2 separate regions of the Oryctolagus cuniculus genome follow, and region 1 is linked to region 2. Evidence: chromatin contacts called from public Micro-C data. All regions are on one chromosome and are shown on one strand. The core of a region is the stretch at or near the end of the contact, and the rest is flanking DNA. Distances in the headings are between cores, read along the strand shown.

The links. Hi-C and Micro-C count contacts between places; a contact is called where the count stands out from the background.
Region 1: a Micro-C map of ear pinna shows a contact between it and region 2, with 5 times the contacts expected there. The contact joins two enhancer-like sites. A contact is called at or near these places in 3 of 6 Hi-C or Micro-C datasets (ear pinna, liver and an unstated tissue).

Annotation. Positions count from the first base shown.
Region 1 is chr13:49,836,887-49,842,624 of mOryCun1.1, forward strand. The region is part of intron 1 of GALNT2 (polypeptide N-acetylgalactosaminyltransferase 2); the gene reads left to right. Among named protein-coding and RNA genes, the nearest start is that of GALNT2, 96 kb to the left of the region's middle. Within about 2 kb of position 2,900, at least 2 of the 8 cell types and tissues checked have an H3K27ac peak or open chromatin away from gene starts, as enhancers often do.
Region 2 is chr13:49,762,142-49,768,140 of mOryCun1.1, forward strand. All of the region lies in intron 1 of GALNT2 (polypeptide N-acetylgalactosaminyltransferase 2), which reads left to right. Among named protein-coding and RNA genes, the nearest start is that of GALNT2, 22 kb to the left of the region's middle. Within about 2 kb of position 2,835, at least 2 of the 8 cell types and tissues checked have an H3K27ac peak or open chromatin away from gene starts, as enhancers often do.

The DNA of each region.
Region 1 (5,738 bases), core at 1,650-4,149, 75 kb after region 2:
GTGTCGGTGCCTCCATGGACGTGAGCTGATTGGATTTAGCCATCCTAACTCCATGGATGGGCTCTGGGTCAGTCAGTCCATCTCACAGGTGGATAGACCCTACACTGCGGGCCAGTCAGACCCTGATGTGACGGTGGATGCCCTGTCCCTTCGCTAAGTGCCCCCTGATTCTCTTTGTGTCTCGTTTGTTGAGGTGCATCTCTGTGCCACTCCGCTTTGCCTGGCACGTGGGAAGTACCCGGCAGATGGCGGTTTGCTGGAGGCAGCAGGGCTGCTGTCATTATTCGCAAGTTCCACGTTGGGAGATCAGGGGCAGTTGAGCCCGTGGTGGGTTGCTTGATAGACGTGCCCCATTGCCTGTGAACTTACCGTCAGTGCCCAGCATTGCCTGTAGCCTAAACGTTTAGTGCCAGCAGTTGCCAGAAGCATCCAACATCACTTAGGTCTTCATTGCCCAGTTTGGCAGAGAAAGATTGAGCAGGGAGAGTGGTGCACACAGAAGAGACGGGCCCCTCGGCGGGCCTACTGGAGCTCCCTCCTGTAGTGCCCACTTCTCTCCTGGCCCCTCCCCTAATGCCTGGGGTGAGATGGGGGTGGGAGAAGGCCTCCCTGCATTCTAAGAGGCTCCTGGACCCCATGTCTCAGGAGCAGAGGCCAGGCTCACTCCTGTTTTCAGAAACAGCTCCTGTGCCCTGGGGAGGGGTCATACTGTGTAGGTTCAAAGTTCCAACCTTATGTCTGTGCTAAACTTTTAAATTATTCATGAGGATAATTTAAAAACATGAAGGAAAGAAGTAGAAGCGGCACTCATCATTCTGCACTCCAAGACAACGTTTTTATTTCACTGCATTTCATTTCAGGCTAATCCATATGGATACACATTTTTATATAGTTGTTTCATTGTGTACATAAAATTTTTTCTCTGGCTTTTCATTTAACACATTATGGCCATTTTGCATATGGCTATGTGATCTTTATACTTTTTAATGATTATCTAATACTCTTTTAAGGGGCTGTGACATAAATTAACCTTTTATTGAACACTTTGGCTCTTTTTTCTGATAACTAATGCTATAATATTCATGTATGCGATTTTTTCCTTATTTTGGGTTTGTTCACTGGGATAGATTCTCAGGAGTGGGATTTCTTGGCTTAAAGGTTTCATGTGTCATTCCGGTTCTTGATCTGGTATGCCAGAGTTTTTTCCGTAAGATTGAACTAATCTACACCATATTCTTTAAAGATTTGTTTATTTATTTGAAAGGCAGAACAACAGAGAGAAAGGGACAGACAGAAAGAGAGCTCTTCCATTTGCTGCCTCATTCCCTAAATGGCCACAACAGCTGGGGCCGGACCAGGCTGAAGTCAGGAGCCAGGAACATTATCCACAGTCTCCCATTTGGGTGGCAGGGGCCTAATTACTCAGGCCATCATCTGATGCCTTCCCAGGCATTCTAAAAGGTGATACTGGAGTCCCAACAGCAGCAGCTTAACCCATTGCACCACGATGCCAGCCCCTACACTGCATCCTTTAGCTTTTAAATTCGACAGTGAGGCGTCTGCAGCCCATATTATGATACCAAATAGCGTGGCAGTGCCGAAGGCTGAGAATGGACTTGTAAAGAAGTGTGCCAGAGGTAGGGGCTCCTACAGCTTCTCCCTGCTGGGCACTGTCCATCCGGCCCTGGGGCAGGACTCAAGGGAAGGAGGCCCCTGCAGTAACCATCAGCCCTGGGAAGCACTGGGGCGTGCCCACTAGGGCTGGCGGTTTCTGCAGAACCCTGTCATCCGCCACTCACACTAGGGAATAACACGAACCCTCTGCTTGGAGCCATGGAAAGATGGCGGTTCGGGATCAAGTTGGAGTGGAATTTGGGAATCATCTTTCCCACGTGATTCCTTGGCTATAATATAAGCTAAGAAGGCAGGGTGGTGTTCTGTTGCATGGATTCTTCGTATTAGAATTTGTGGCCCACGAGAAAAAGATTTAGGACACTCTTAGAAGTTATTGGGGTAACACCACACAGCTAGTAGCTACTGACCCCCACAGGAAGAGGTCATCAATGAGAACACGTACATTTTACATTCATAAAAGCAGGTGCACAGTTCCCACGTGCTGCTGCTCACTGTGCAGCCTCTCTGAGGCTTCTTGCCCGCAGTGTCACCGAGACGCTGCTGGCTGCAGGGAGCACACGCACCGTGGGCTGGGCCTTGCACGTGGCGTTTCTGGGCTTCCGGCCATGTCAGCTGTCTTTCCAAAACACCCACATGGGCGATGTCACTCTACCGCCCAACCGCGGCAGGATTTGTTAGTTCTCAGGACATCCACCTGCTTCCTTGTCTTCAGCCCTGCGGAGCCCCCAGGGCGGGGTTGGGGGATCCCAGGGAGCTAGCCCCGCCCACTGTTCTGTCCCCTCCGCCGCCTGACACCCCTGCGTCCCTCCCCCTCTCCACATCCAGATCTGACTCTCATGGTTCCCAGAGAGAAGCGAATCTGCGTCCGAGCTACGCTTGCCCCGACTTCAGGGAGAAGCTGCTGTATCCAGTCTGCTGGGGAGACGTGAGAAGCTACAGAGAAAACAGTAGCGTCAGCCTAGTGCTTTCAAAACAGCAGTCCATGGCATTCAAACCTGGGTCAGCTGTACCTGGGCCCTACTACCAGGAATTTCTACCTCTGTATCAATTTGTGGTGGCCTATTTGGTGGAGGGACTGGCGGGAGAAGATGCTTCAATACAAATTTTCCATTCAGTTCCCACCCCCTCGCTCCCCTGGGGCTCCCATTATGTCATTCTGAGACTTAATCTTTCGAAATGCTGTTCCAAACAGATAGAAGATCTGGAGCCAGTTTTGATTCATTGGTTCCAGAGCTGGACCAAGAAAGGGAACCTGAACCGTGGAAGCTGGGCTCTCAGTGGGGATGACTTAACAGGGAGAGTTGGGGGTGAGAGGGCACCATCTTCTGGTGAGGGGGTAGCACTGCAGTGTGGTTCTACGAGACCTCAGAAATTCTGGACGAAGCTTTGCTGGGGGGAATGGACACACGTGGAGGTGATTTGAGTGGTGGGGGTGGGGCAGCCTGGATGTGGACTTCCCTGGCGATGAGCCGGGGAATCGCGGTGCCTGCGTAATCCTTCTGCCACTTGTCTTCTGGGAATTATTTCAAAATGCAGCTGATTTTTATCTAAGTCATGGGGGAAATATTTACTAAAGTGCCCTTTTTTTAAAAAATAAAAAGACATGTTCTGGTCAAATTTGATGAAAACCATCATTTCTCCAAAGGAAGAGAATTGGCTTTCACTGCCAGTGGAGGAACCCAGGAGAAGTGGGGCTGTAGTCGTGGAAGGCTTTCTCAAGCCCCCTGTTTACTGGAAGAAGGGGGGGGGGGAGACAGGGTGCAGAAGCAGGCCGTCCAGGGCTGCTGGACTGGCAGGAGCCCGCCAGCTCCTGGGCTCTCGTTACATACGTGTCATCCCGCTGCGCTTGCCCTCAGGAACAGGTGCCAAGAGCTGGCTTTCTTCACAGACTCTGATTACAACCAGGAAGAAAGAAACGCTCGCCTCGTGCTCCCCTTGCTCTGGGCTACTTCTCCGTTGGGGCTTCTGCTGTGAGCGGGAGAGCTCAGGAGGAGTGGGCTGCTCGTGAGAAGATGGCTGTGGCATGAAATAGGCCACTCGTTAGGATCGCCCTTTGCGTCTCCTGGAGCAGAGCCCATCACTCACTGCAGACTGGTTTTATTTTTTATTTTCTTTTAATTTTTTAAAATTTATTTTATTCATTTGAAAGAGTTACAGAGAGGTAGAGGGAGAGAGAGAGAGAGAGAGAGAGAGAGACTCTCTTCCACTGTCTCTCTTCCACAGTCTTCCATCCAATGGTTCACTCCCCAATTGGCCACAACAGCCAGAACTGAGCTGATCTGAAGCCAGGAGCCAAGAGCTTCTTCTGGGTCTCCCACATGGGTGCAGGGGCCCAAGGACTTGGGCCATCTTCTACTGCTTTCCCAGGCCATAGCAGAGAGCTGAATTGGAAATGTAGCAGCCGGGACTAGAACCAATGACCATATGGGATGCCAGTACTGCAGGCCAGGGCTTTAACTCGCTGTGCCACAATTCCAACTCCTTATTTTCTTATTTATATGTTTATTATTTTAAGATTTATTTATTTGAAAGAGTTAGACAGAGAGAGGGAGAGACAGACAGAAATCTTCCATCTGCTGCTTCACTCACCAAATGGCTGCAATGGCTGGAGCTGGGCCAGTCCAAAGCTAGCATCTTCTTCTGGATCTCCCATGTAGGTACAGGGGCCTACGGACTTGGGCCATCCTTCGCTGCTTTCCCAGGTGCATTAGTAGGGAGCTGGATTGGAAGTGGAGCAGCTGGGACTAGAACTGGTGCCCATATGGGATGCCAGCACTGCAGGCCAGGGTTTTAACCCGCTGTACCGCTGTGCCACAGCGCCGGCCCTAGCAGATGGGTTCCAGCAGATCGGTTTTAACAGGAGACTTACACCTTCACTCCCTTGAAGGGAGAGGGAATACAGAGGGTTAAAATTGTCATTAGTAGTGGCCAGACTGGGGCCTGCGCTGTGGCGCAGCTGGTTAATGCTCTGGCCTGAAGCGCCAGCATCCCATATGGGTGCTGGTTCGAGACCTGGCTGCTCCACTTCTGATCCAGCTCTCTGCTGTGGCTTGGGAAAGCAGTAAAAGATGGCCTGAGTCCTTAGGCCCCTGCACCCGCGTGTGAGACTGGAGGAAGCTCCTGGCTCCCGGCTTCGGATCAGTGCAGCTCTGGCCGTTGCAGCCAATTGAGGAGTGAACCAGCAGATGGAAAACCTCTCTCTCTCTCTCTCTCTCTCTCTGTCTGCCTCTCTTCTCTCTGTGTAACTCTTTCACATAAATAAATAAATAAATAAATAAGGAAGTGGACAGGCACCCTAGAAAGACTTAAAGTTGGCAGACATTGGCCCAGGTGTGTTTTATTCATATGATGAACTTCCATGTACATAAGTACAATTTCTACTTCTAATTTTTTAATTTTAATTTTTTTCTAGAACAGTTTGATTTATACAACATTCAGGAATTCAGAAATGCCACACCCAGTTTCTTCTTACTAAAATCTTGCCTTAGTAGGATTCATTTGTTCTAACTAAAGAACCAGTAACAGTGTTGTTAGCTCAGCTTCCCACTTGGCTCAGACTCCCTGAGGCTGCCTCTCATGTTCTTTTCCTGCTGTGACGTCCCTGCATCTCACTGCTGAGTTGCTGACAGGTTCATGTGCGTGACCTTGCTGGTTTCTAGGGGAGGCAACTGGAAGAAGTCAGGTTTAATGTTCCCAGGGGCAGGACTTAGCATCTGACTTGTGTCCTGCCTCACAATTCAAGAAACGCCTGTCAGCTGTGGTATTTCAGGGACTAGAATAGGGTTGCCTTTTAAATTTCTGTGTTCCACATTGGAAAACTGAGGCTCAAAGAGACCATCACAATTGCCCGAGCCGGTGGAGAGAGAGCAACGCTGATTGGCCATGCCGACCTGGTATTTGCAAACCTCTCCTTGTCCTGTATCAGGTGCTACAGGCTGGTTCACTGATGGCCCTCTCCTCTGGACGCGTCCATAGGGGTCCAAGTGGAAAGACTTCAGCCAGGTTAAGGCAGCGGACTGAGCGCGTCCGGGCTGAGCGTGCGGGATGGTCCTGCAGGCCCGCTGCATGTTAGGAAAGCGCCGTGCTGGAGGGACTAGCGGCCG
Region 2 (5,999 bases), core at 1,585-4,084:
GGGGGCGGCATTCTGCAGGTAGTCGCTTCAGGGACTCAGGGCGGGGGCACCACCCTTCATGTGGCGTATTTGGGTACTGCATTGTGTGGACAGGTTGCACATTCCTGTGGGCCTCTCTTGGCCCCTTCCCCTGGGAGGGGCCTGGAGGCGGCCCTGCTGTTCCCCGCCTCTGAGCTGCGTGTGAGCTGAAGGGGCTGGTGTTGGCCACAGAGGAGAAGGACTAGGCCTGTGGATAGGCCTGAGCTTTCTTGACTAGCACTCAGATAGTGGGGTGCATGCCTGTGAGGTGGGGGCTGTACCTCAGGAACGCTCCCCCTCACTATGTGCTGCTGTGGGCACCCAGGACTGTCCCAACCTGCCCGGTGCCTCTGAGTGTTTTTGTTGTTAAATGTGTATTTCCATTTACTTCAAAGGCAGAGCAAGAGAGAGAGGGAGAGAGGATTTTCCATCTACTGGTTCACTCCCCAAATGGCCACAACAGCCAGGACTGGGCCAGGCTGAAGCCGGGAGCCAGGAATACCATCCAGTTCTCCTGCATGGGTGGCAGGGGCTCAAGAATTTGAGCCATCATCTTCTGCCTCCCAGGACTCATTAGCAGAAAGGCAGATTGAAAGCAGAAAAGCCGGGTCTGGAATTGCCACTCAGATACGGGACGTGGGCATCCCAAGCAGTGCTTAACCTGCTGTGCCACAAACGTCTGCTCCTCTCTGTCCTCCTTTATTGGCTTACCTGTATCCCAGCAGTGGGAGCATTGGGAGGGCCGGCACAACTAGCCCCCTGCCTGCCTGCCTTCCTCCCTCAGAAAGGGAGTCGGAGGGGAGCCAGGCAAATGTGGGCCTGGGGTGTATAGTCTGGGGGCGGTATGGGGAGTTCAGTGACCAAGCCAATGTCAGATCACGCTACGTGGGGCTTCACGAGGGATCAGGTCATCATCAGGAAACGTCCATGGGGAGAAGTGGTGACTAGAAGGATCCAGCCTTGAACGTGTGGTAGTTGTCTTTCCAGGCATGCAGACAATCCTGTGCAAAATTCCCAGGGCCAAAATGAACTTAACATTCTTGGGTAACCAAAGAAGGACAACTAATAGGAAGAGCAATCAGAGAGACGGTTGGCTTGGTGAGCCTTTAGGACATTGGTCTGTCACTGTACTCCCTGGATCAGGCTCAGCACCCAGGCATTGGTGGGTAAGGTTCTGGGCGCGACTGGTGGGCCCATGGTGAGAACAGCTGAGCGAGCTGTGTGCTGGAGGGCCTGTTGTCCAGGGACTCTGCCTCTGCTCTCGCTCCTCCCTCTGGGCCGTCTGCTGGAGGACCTCCCTATAGGTTACGACGTCATTCTGCCCTTCTTATGCTGGGATCTGCATGCTGAGTGTCTGATGGGTAACAGCCCCGGATGTAGCAGTGGTCCTTGCTGCTGGTCCAGGCGGGGAGTCTGCAGCGTGTCTGGGTGAGAATCTGGCTTTGTCCCCAGGTGCAGTGTGGACATGGAATTGGGAGACAAGCACATCCGCCTTGTCATGCAGAAATGTTGTATTGCCATTGCAGCCGCCAGGCCCCAGCTGTGTTTGTAAGCTAAGCTGCTAACTCCTCACTGCTTAGTAGATGGAGCTGCTGCTTTTGCTTGTTTGAGGAGTGGAGCAAGACTGTGCAGGGATGCAGTATAGGAGAGAGATAATGAGAAACAGAATTATAAATTGTTAAGCGGTCTAGTCCCTTCCAGCTCTCTTTGGAAAAGAGGCTTCCACTATTAACCCTTCTTAAACCAGTTCATCATTGTAGAAAGTAATCTTTAGCCAGTCACCTCGGCTGGAGAATCCCCAGGGTAGTCCACCTGCTTGGTCTACACAGCTAGATGTTGGGTTAGACAGCTGAAGGCCTTTTATTCAGTCTAGTCTGGATCTTTTGGAGCTCCCTCTGACTGGCTCTGTGTGTGTGTGTGTTTCAATTAATTTGCTTTGCAGAAGCAGAGAGAACTTCCTTGTCTACAGGTTTACTCCTGAAAGGCTTGTGATGGTAGTCAGGAACTCAATCCAGGTCTCCTGCGTGGGTAACAAGGATACAGACACCCAGGCTATCTGCCGCCTCCCATGGTATGGAAGGGGCCAAGTGTCCCTGCGTGGAGTCAGCCAGAATCAGCCCTGGTCATTGCAGCTTTTTGTGGAGTAAAGTAGTTGATAGAAGCTCTCTCTCTCTCTGTCCTTCTGCCTTTCAAATCAATCTAAAAACAAAACAAAACAAAAGCAACAAAACCACAATTCTAGCCCTGCACCTGCTGCTTATTTGACCAGGGAGGTGGAGTGGAGGGGGCAGGGTGAGTGGAGGGAGACAGGGGACAGAGGGGAGCAGGTGAGAGGGAGGCCTTGTGGGGGCTTCCTGCACCAGTACTAACTGGCTCGGTGGAGACGGGCGCCTTCTTTAGTTTATATTGTGTGTGTGTTGGGGAGTGTTTCTTACTGGCTGAGAAGGAGAGCAGCAGTGTAATGAGCAGGTTTCTTTGAGTCCAGGGGATTTATGTACCTTTTCACTCTGTTCCTCCTCCTCAGTTTCACCTCCGCCCAGGACGTAATTTTGGCAGAGGTGAGGCTTGCGTTGGCAGGCAGCCTCTCCTGGGCTGCCTCTCAGAGCAGTTAATAACTTGTTATTCATAAAATGTGTCTGGGCCACAGCACCTTCCACCCAGTGGCGCCTCTGCCCCGTGGCTGTACCTCTGCAGGCCGCTACGAGTGTCCTGTACGGAGGTGGCACAGGCGGTGTCGAGCTTCCGAGGCCTTGGTCACCTGGTTCAAGGCTCAGCCTTGCCACGTACCGGTGTGTCCTTGGACGGGCACCTCTCACTGCCTCAGTCACCTCCTCTAAGAGAGGGAGCTGTTCAAAGGCTTCACTGCGGTGTTGGCCTGGTGGGCACCTAACCTGCCCCTCTGCCCTGGGCACTGCAGTAGCGGGGGTGCCCGTGGCCGTGGAGATGAAGGGCCGGCCTGGGAACTGCCGCCTGCCTTCCTTTCTTTCAGACAGCAGGCACTGGGCCAGCATCTGCACCCCCCTGCCCCCGCCGCGGAGGGAAGGCTTGGCCTGCTGGAGCACGCTCAGTTTCCGTATGCAAGAGCTGCCTCATCTGATGACCAGTACTAATTATCGAGTTTCACAGATGAAATATATGCAGGGTGAAGGAATTTGCCTGTTGATTGCACTCGAATTAACTGCATTAAAATTCAATTTCAAGGACTGCAGTAGCCTCGGACTCCTTCCTGCCTTCGTCTTCCATCCCCCGCGTCCCAGCGTTCCTTGCAACTTTCTCCTCTCTGCTACCTCCCGCCAGCCCACCCCGTGGGCCAGTGGTTCCCAGTCAGCAGGACCCGGGCAGATTCTGCAGCCGCAGATGCCATGGACCCGTCCCAGACCAGGCTCCTTCGGCACATCCGACCTCGGGCCCCAAGCTTGTGTTGTGAGAGGGGGCAGGGGTTCTCACGGTCAGGTTCAGGAGCAGGTGGTGAGGAGGGCAGTGGTGAGTGCTTCCGTCTTCTGCCATCACTGGTGAAGATCGCGGAGCCCTCCAGTGTCACTGATCTCGAGTCTGGTCTCTCCCTCGGGGGCTTCGGTGCTGGCTTTCGTAGCCAGAGTTAAGTGTTGATGGGCGTGTAATGAAATGCCCATTTGGTTACTGAGCGATGTTGTTAGCCATGAGTAGTTGTGCTGGAAACTTCCAGAAGCCTGCCATGTACAGTAAAAACAATGAACAGCGGGTACTAAAATTACCAGATGACAGTTTAGGATGTCAAATCAGGCAGCGTTTCTTACCAGCTCTGGGCTATGTGAGTGTAGGGTGGGTTCAGGCGTTCAGTGGTACAGCAACCCTAGATTCTGGTTCTCCATGTTATTTCTGTTTTGTTGACCAGATTAGCTTTATTTAATTTGTGTGTGTGTGTGTGTGTGTGTGGTAAAAACATGTAACACAGAAGCTGTGCTCAGGCCGTAGCTGTGGCTCACTTGGTTAATCCTCTGCCTGCGGTGCTGGCATCCCATGTGGGTGCCAGGTTCTAGTCCTGGTTGCTCCTCTTCCATTCCAGCTCTCTGCTGTGGCCCGGGAAGGCAGTGGAGGATGGCCCAAGTGCTTGGGCCCTGCACCCACATGGGAGACCAGGGGGAAGCACCTGGCTCCTGGCTTCGGATTGGCGTAGCTCCGGCAGTAGCAGCCATTTGGGGGGTGAACTAACGGAAGGAAGACCTTTCTCTCTGTCTCTCTCACTGTCTAGCTCTATCTGCTGTGCTAACCATTTTTTCAGTTGTACAGTGTTACATGTGTTCAGATTGTTGTGAAACTTCCAGAGTCCTGTGAGCTGTTCAGTCTTGTGTCGTGACGATTCTGTACCCAGTCCACTGTGGCTGCCCTGGCTGTGGTGACCGCCACCGTACCCTCTGTCTGAATGTGACCACCGGAGGCACATCACGTCACCGGGGTCACAGGTGCTTGTCCTGTTGGGACTGGCTTATTTCATTCAGCATAATGTCTTCAAGGCTTATCCTGTGTCATAGTGTGTGACAAGATTTGTGTGTGTGTGTTTTTTTTTTTTTAATCGATTCATTTTTATTGAGGTGGACTTCACATAACATGAAACCAACCATTTTAAATGTACAGTTGAGTGGGGTTTAGAACAACTGTGTCTGGTCTCGGAGTATGTCTGTCACTCCACACAGAAACCCAGCGCCTGCTAAGCAGTCACTCCCCATGTCCTTGGTAGCCTCCAGCCTACTTCCCGTCCCTGAGGATTTATGTAAGATACTTGACATAAACGGAGTCTTACAGTGTGTGTCCTTTTGTGTCTGGCCTCTACTGCTTGCCGTAGTTTTTTTGAGGTTCGTCATGCTGTCTGTAGCGTGTATCAATACTTCATTCCTTTTTGTTTTTCCAATTTCTTTTGACTATGGTACAATGTAAGATCACTCACTTCACACAGTTTGTGGAAAAGTAGACTTAAAAGATAAGTTGATTTTTTAAAAAAGATTTATTTATTTATTTGAGAGGTAGAGTTTGCAGACAGTGAGAGGGAGAGACAGAGAGAAAGATCTTCCATCTACTGGTTCACTCTCCACATGGCTGCAACAGCTGGAGCTGGGCCGATCCGAAGCGAGGAGCCAGGAGATTCTTCCAGGTCTCCGATGTGGGTGCAGGGCCCCAAGGACTTGGGCCATCTTCTACTGTTTTCCCAGGCCATAGCAGAGAGCTGGATTGGAGGAGGAGTAGCTGGGACTGGAACTGGTGCCCATATGGGATGCCTGTGCCACAGGCAGAGGATTAACCTAGTGCACCACAGCACTGGCCCCAAGATAAGTTGATTTTAGTGCAGTTTTTTTTTTTAAGTTCATGCATAATTGTTTCATAATTTGCATTTTCCTCAAACTTTTTGAAGACCCCTCATGCATGTAACAAAGCTGACCATTTCACTCAGTACACTGGCCCTCAGTCCGTTCATCTTGTTAGGAGACCACCACCACCCTCACACCCCGGGACTCTCTTCATCCCGGAAGAGTGAAGCCCTGCATCCACTCGACAGTAGCTTCCCATTCTTCTTATGCACCCAGCCCTGGCAGCCACCACTCTGCCTCCTAGCCCCGTGAGTTTGAGGGCTCTAGGTGCCTCCTGTGAGTGGCATCGTACAGATCCATCCCTGGGTTGTCTCAGTCTGCATGATCTCACGGTTCATGCGTGCCGTGGGGTGTGTGAGAATTTCCTTCTTTAAAGCTGGATGATCTTCCATTGTCTGGCTGTGTACTGCGTTTTGTTCACCCCCTTCATCTGCCGGCGGCTGGCTGACTTGCTCTCCCATCCTTTGGCTGTTGTGAATAACGCTGCTGTGAGCCTGGGTCTACAAGGACCTCGAGTCCCTGCTTTGAATTCTTTCGGGTGGATTCCCAGAGGACTTTCTGGGTCCTGTGGTAGTTTTCCATGGCAGCCATACCATGTTACACTCCAACCAGCCATGCACAGGGGTTCTGGTTGCTCTT